Regions from separate parts of the Hordeum vulgare genome. Here region 1 is linked to region 2. Evidence: chromatin contacts called from public Hi-C data. All regions are on one chromosome and are shown on one strand. Each heading gives the region's core, a stretch centred on a gene start, on an enhancer-like site or on the middle of the called end of the contact. The rest is flanking DNA. Distances are from core to core; before and after follow the strand shown. Region 1 holds the start of LOC123444965 (TBC1 domain family member 8B). Region 2 has its middle 11 kb from the start of LOC123444962.

Region 1 (2,700 bases), core at 128-2,627, 160 kb after region 2:
GCCATGTATATATCGGGAGCGGTTGGTGGGTGGGACATTTCAGCCCGCGCTTTCCCCCACCCCACCGCCGCCGTCTCTCGCCTTTGATTTCGGCCATATCAGCCGTCGGGATCACGTCGCCGGGCCTCCAGACGCCCGAGATTGACCTCCGCCACTCCCTTGTGTCCCGACTGGCCGAAAAGTTGCAGATCAGCGGCTTGTTTGTCGCGGCCACCGGATTTGGAATTTCCGGCCACCGGCGGCTGCGCCAAGCCATGGATTGATTGAGGAGCATCTATCACAGCCGTGACAAAAACGCGAACGCCGCATGCAGTTACTGGTTCGGCCTCTAGTCGTCGTCGTCGGTTTGCGGGCAAGGACTCTTCCCGCCGTCGCCTGGGCTTGGTGCTCGCGCAGCGGCTCGCCGGCTTGTCGATGCAGCTTATAGAGTGCGACGACTGCACAGAGACAGTGTTGCAGCTCCCATCTAACACGCGGCAACATCTCGGATGGGTATCCTTTAAATGCAATAACGACAGGGCATGTTCTTTCTGTTCGGCTTTGTCAACTTATTTGGTTAAATTTCGGTGGCTTATTGAGGTGTTCATGTGTGTAAGAAGGTGGATGCTAATTTTGTTATTGGGAAGAAGAATACATCGATTTATTGATAGAAAGAAACTTAATAGATGTTCATGCGCTCCTGAATATAATTGAGCCTAATGATGCGGCTGCATGTGCAATTAGAAAAGAAATTAGAGGGGAACGACATCTAATTCTTTAGAATCAAAGTTGAAGAATAAAAAATGTAAGATCAAGAATCCGCAGATCAACAACTAATACATGAAGAAGATGTTGTTCCAACTAGTGGAAGCAGTTATGAAAGTTAGATATCTTATATAAAATACATAATTGTGATTCTTTTTTCTTTGGTCTTACTATTTTAGCAAAGATTTGATTAATTATTATGTATCCAATACCTTTAAAAAAAAGAAACAATAAATATGTTTTCATGCTCGAAATTGAAAGACAAATAACTGATTTGCGAGCCGGCGTGGATGACGGCCAAGCAAACCCCGTAAAACAAACCCTTTTAAAAGGATATCCTTTCATACGAATTCGTTTTACGGGGTCTGTTCGAACATCGCCCACGCCGATGCGTAAAAATACTTTTCCACGAATTATAAAGGATTTTGGTGGATCGATGATATATGGGGTTTTGTTAGATATGCTGTGACAGGGTTCAGACTTATTAGAGAGCACACAGCGACGCGTACAGCCCCCGAGCCGTGGACACGGAGAATCGGGATCTGGGTGCCGCCGAGCCCGCCCAACTCCCCCACGTCACGAAGAACGCACGACACGAGCGCGCGGGCGGGGGTCTCGTCTCCCCAATCTCCATGCCGCGCGTATACCCCCCCAGAAACAAAGAAAGGAAGAAAAACCCACGAAACAAATGGAAAATCGGGTGCCGCTCTCCTCCGAATTCCCAACCCCCCCAATAAGTTACTCCGCAGCTTAGTTCGCACTCCCACGCAGATCAAATCTCACAGCCAGCACAGGAGTAGCTAGCATAGCACTCCAGCAGTATAATCGGATCGGATCACCGCTGCTGCCCCCAACCACCCCTACCCTGAATCGCGCTGCGCTGCACTTCACTCCCCAGCGCCCGCTCGCTCCCCGCACGCTCCGCCCCGCCCCGCCTCGCCGCCGGCCAGCTAGGACAGCGGGAGGGGCGGGGGGTTGGCGGCGGCGGCGGCCCGACGCCGCGGCGCGAGATGAAGGCCAAGAGCCTCCCCTTCATCGCCTTCGAGCACAAGCGGTTCGTCACTTCTGCTGCTCCTGCTGCCGCGAGCCCGCCACGCGCGCATCTCGGCTTCGTGCTGGGTTCTAAGTACTTGGGATGCTTCTCCCGGAGTTTTGGGTGCTCCGGCCGCCGCGCCCGGCTTCCGCACGCGTGCTGTTTACTCGGCCTTTTTTCTGTTCTTTTTCGGGGCAGTTATTTGTCTATTTTCACGCCCGGGGATCTCGATCCGTTGCGCGACATTGGGCCCGAAATTTGGGCAATGCTGCCCCTAGATCTCCGCGTTGCCGACGCGATGGGATAATCCCTCTAGATATAATGTTTGAATTGTCTTCTTTTTATGCTTTGCCTGTCGAAGGATCTGGGTTCTGTATGGACACAGTGCGCCGCACCACCGCAGTCGGAGCTACGCCTCCACTTTTTCTGCATTTGGTGTAAGTCTACTTGGTGCGAAAATGTCCGACTGTTGCTTGCTGGGTATGATTTGTTAGACCAAATTGCAGCGGGCATCACAAGTTTTAGCAAAACCAGGTCGCTGATATGATCGCATGAACGTGGATTGCATTGCACCCAGGCTTTTTGATAGAAGTGATTTGACGTAGTATTGCTGAAGCACCTGATGGTGCGCTTTTAGTGGCATTCCCCCCCTTTCTGTTTCTGATGCCTAGGGGTTTGGAACAGGGACGCCTATGGTTTCGCTGTGCGGCCACAACACTTGCAACGGTACAGAGAGTATGCCAACATCTACCAGGTAGAGACGCCACCCTAGTGATGCCTCCATTTTTACACCGTGTTTCTTTGATCTTACTGAGTTGCATGTGTGGTGGTACTCCATTTGCAGGAGGAGGAAGAGGAGAGGTCTGATAGATGGAAGAACTTTCTGGATAGGCAGGCAGAGGACGATGAATCATCTGAAGAAG
Region 2 (2,700 bases), core at 64-2,563:
CTCCTCGAGCTCCTCCCTCATCTCCCCCCTTCTTGAAATCCACCTCCGGTTTCAGAGGTAGCCCCGCTTCCCTTCGGATTCGGACCTACTGAAGGAGGAAGAGACGGTGCTGGATCGTGTAATGCCGGCGACGTGGTGGCATGGCTGACATACTCGAAGAGGGAAGTGCTCGGGAGGCGGTGGAGAGAAGGAGGAGGCGGATGTGCTAGGGCCGGGGCGTCGGCCGGCTTAAATAGTTGGCCCCGACCCCGGAGCGTCGCCACACAACGTTCACATCGCGTCGACGATCGAGACGTCCGTCGGACCGTCGGGTTTCTCGGTGTGTCCGCATGAGGCCAAGCCGTCAGGCCGACGTGGCCGACGTGTCCGAGCACGTTTGGGCTCATTCATATCCGTTTCATATTTGAGCTAGAAATGAAGGATGCCTGTCAACCCGAATGTTTGAGGCCGGTCTGAATCGAATTTTTGTGATCGGACAGTGACCGGTCGGCCCGGATGTTTGAGGAGGATTTGAATGGTGTGGCTCTAGATGCTCTAAGAGATATCTTCGAAGATGGCGGTAAATTTGTCTGCGTTGAGCTAGAACAATCCTTGTTTATGTTTGAGTTGCTGTTACACCAGCAATCGGTGAACCTGTACAGAGAAAAGGAACAGGGGGTTGGTTGCAGGATGTGAGTCATCATTTGGCTATCTGATGTTGCTGACCATTTACGTAAGCGATGACATGTCAATTGACGGACGCTGTACTGAGAATTCCGTACTGAGCATAAGGCAGCGGCGCACACGCTCTTTAGATGGCGTTTTCTCGAGCCCATGCACCTGCTCTTGACAGAAAATGATGTTGTTTCTTTCAGACGATAGAGTAGAATGGAATCCCCTCACGGCCTTTGCCTCAGCATCATCACGAACGCCTGATTGCATCGAAAAGGACTGATGGACGACGTCTTCTTCTTTTTTGCAACTGGGTAAACCTGTCGCGGAAGAAGCAGAAACTCTGCAGTAAACCGGCAAAGTCGTCAAGATCCTTTTTCAGGTAAAAAAAGACACGACATTAACGACAGGCACGACGCCCAAACCCGCACGTTGTCCGCGCTGTTGTGTCGAGACCTGCGAGCACCCGTACACCACCCAACCTATGGCCAACGCACTCGTTCTTATCATCAGTTTTGCCTTGAGAAGAGCCTCTCGCTCTCCGGCGCAGACGGCTCCGACAGGATTATGTTACCTAGTGCGCTCGTTACAGTGACCCATGAGAGCGCTCGGCCTCGGGTCACACCTTCACTTCACCGGGACACAGGCGGTCGAGACCGGCATGCGCTCCACGGCTAGCGACAAGCACGTCCGTCTCCACCTAGCACGCGCTATATATTCCTTTCCTTGTTGCTCATCTGAATTTCATCCCGCTCCACTGGCCGGAGCAGGCGTTTCGGCCAGTGATCGCTTTCTTCATTTCCTCCAGGGCTCCAGCCCAACATCATTTTCGTTTCCTAGTAGTAAACGCCAGTTTTTACCAGGCAGGACTGCTGCACTCGAGCAGTCCACACCAAGCAGAAACACGTTGATAGAAATGAAAAACCCTGGCTTTTTTCTTGTTCGCTCGATCGCGGCAGCTGGCTTTTGCTAGTGGGAAATGGGACTGTGTTCTGATGCGGGGGGGATGCCATGCATAGTCAGCAGCTCCAGGAGCCATGATCATGTGATGATGGCTCCTTAACGACATCAGTGGCCGCGCGTCTCCGTCTCGCTTTGAACGGGATGCAATATGTTGGTTGCTTGATTTTCCCCCGTGGTGGCCGCATCAGAACAACGAGAGCGCACCGGTCTGACAAGACCCTTCCTCCAACGGAATGACGCGGATGTGGCGAGGATCTCGATCCGCTTGTTAGGCCAGCCAGGATAAAGCGCTGATTTGGACGTCGATTCGATCCCTTTGTTTTCTCGAGGGGAGGAGAACGAGGCTGCGCATTGTGCATTGGCCCAATCCTTGCAAATTGCAATGCGCGAGGCACGATTGACGATGGGTGAAGAAGGAAAAACGCGCGAGGTGTGCATGAACGGTGGCTTCATTAGCACCTTTGTTGGTGGTGAAGGGCCATGGCAACGTCAAATCTGGTGGTTTTTTTGCATCATTAGAAAAACGGTTTTGCTAAAAACACGTCTAGATATGAGATAAGTACTATATATTTAAATCATACTAGTATAAATGCCCGTGCTTTGCACCGGGCAAAAAAAAAGACACAACTTGTTTCATGTATAAAAAAACATGTATTCCTCAAAGCATTATTCCCCAAAATATTAGTGAGCAATAAATAAAGTATGTGATTAGCTTAAAAAACCTGCTTCATGTGCCATTGTGCATCATCTTATAATCCCATGTGACAGTTTAGCAGAAACTTTGTTGAAGGTGCAAGGGGTACAAACTATCGGCAACGTGGCGGCGGCGGAGTAAGTACCTCTGGTCGGAATAACTCTATTCCGAAGTGGAAGGAAGTAACACCGACGACAACAGATGTGGCTGCGGCTACCACTGCCAGTTCTACTTTGCCTGCAGAAGCTATTGCACCCAAGTTGACGGCTGAGGATAGAGATATGGCGCGGGCCAATAAGGCGGCTCGTAAGAAAGAAAAGTTGACTTGTTATAGATGTGGGGTTTTTGGTCACTTTATCGTGGATTGCACCACTGAGGTTTGTGATATTTGT

What was found. A called contact is a pair of places that touch in the nucleus more often than the background predicts.
Region 1: a contact with region 2 is called in a Hi-C map of leaf, with 4 times the contacts expected there. The contact joins the promoter of LOC123444965 here to the enhancer-like site in region 2. A contact is called at or near these places in 3 of 6 Hi-C or Micro-C datasets (leaf and seedling) and 1 of 1 datasets of contacts at active chromatin or transcription factors (embryo).

The regions. Positions count from the first base shown.
Region 1 is chr3H:552,823,674-552,826,373 of MorexV3_pseudomolecules_assembly, forward strand. LOC123444965 (TBC1 domain family member 8B) reads left to right here and starts at 1,378. Exons shown (of 18, transcript XM_045121864.1): 1 at 1,378-1,798; 2 at 2,462-2,531; 3 at 2,622-2,700. The coding sequence starts at 1,755.
Region 2 is chr3H:552,659,903-552,662,602 of MorexV3_pseudomolecules_assembly, forward strand. No RefSeq gene overlaps it. Among protein-coding and RNA genes, the nearest start is that of LOC123444962, 11 kb to the left of the region's middle. Within about 2 kb of position 1,314, at least 2 of the 3 cell types and tissues checked have open chromatin away from gene starts, as enhancers often do. A contact at or near this core is called in leaf and seedling, where this site is marked.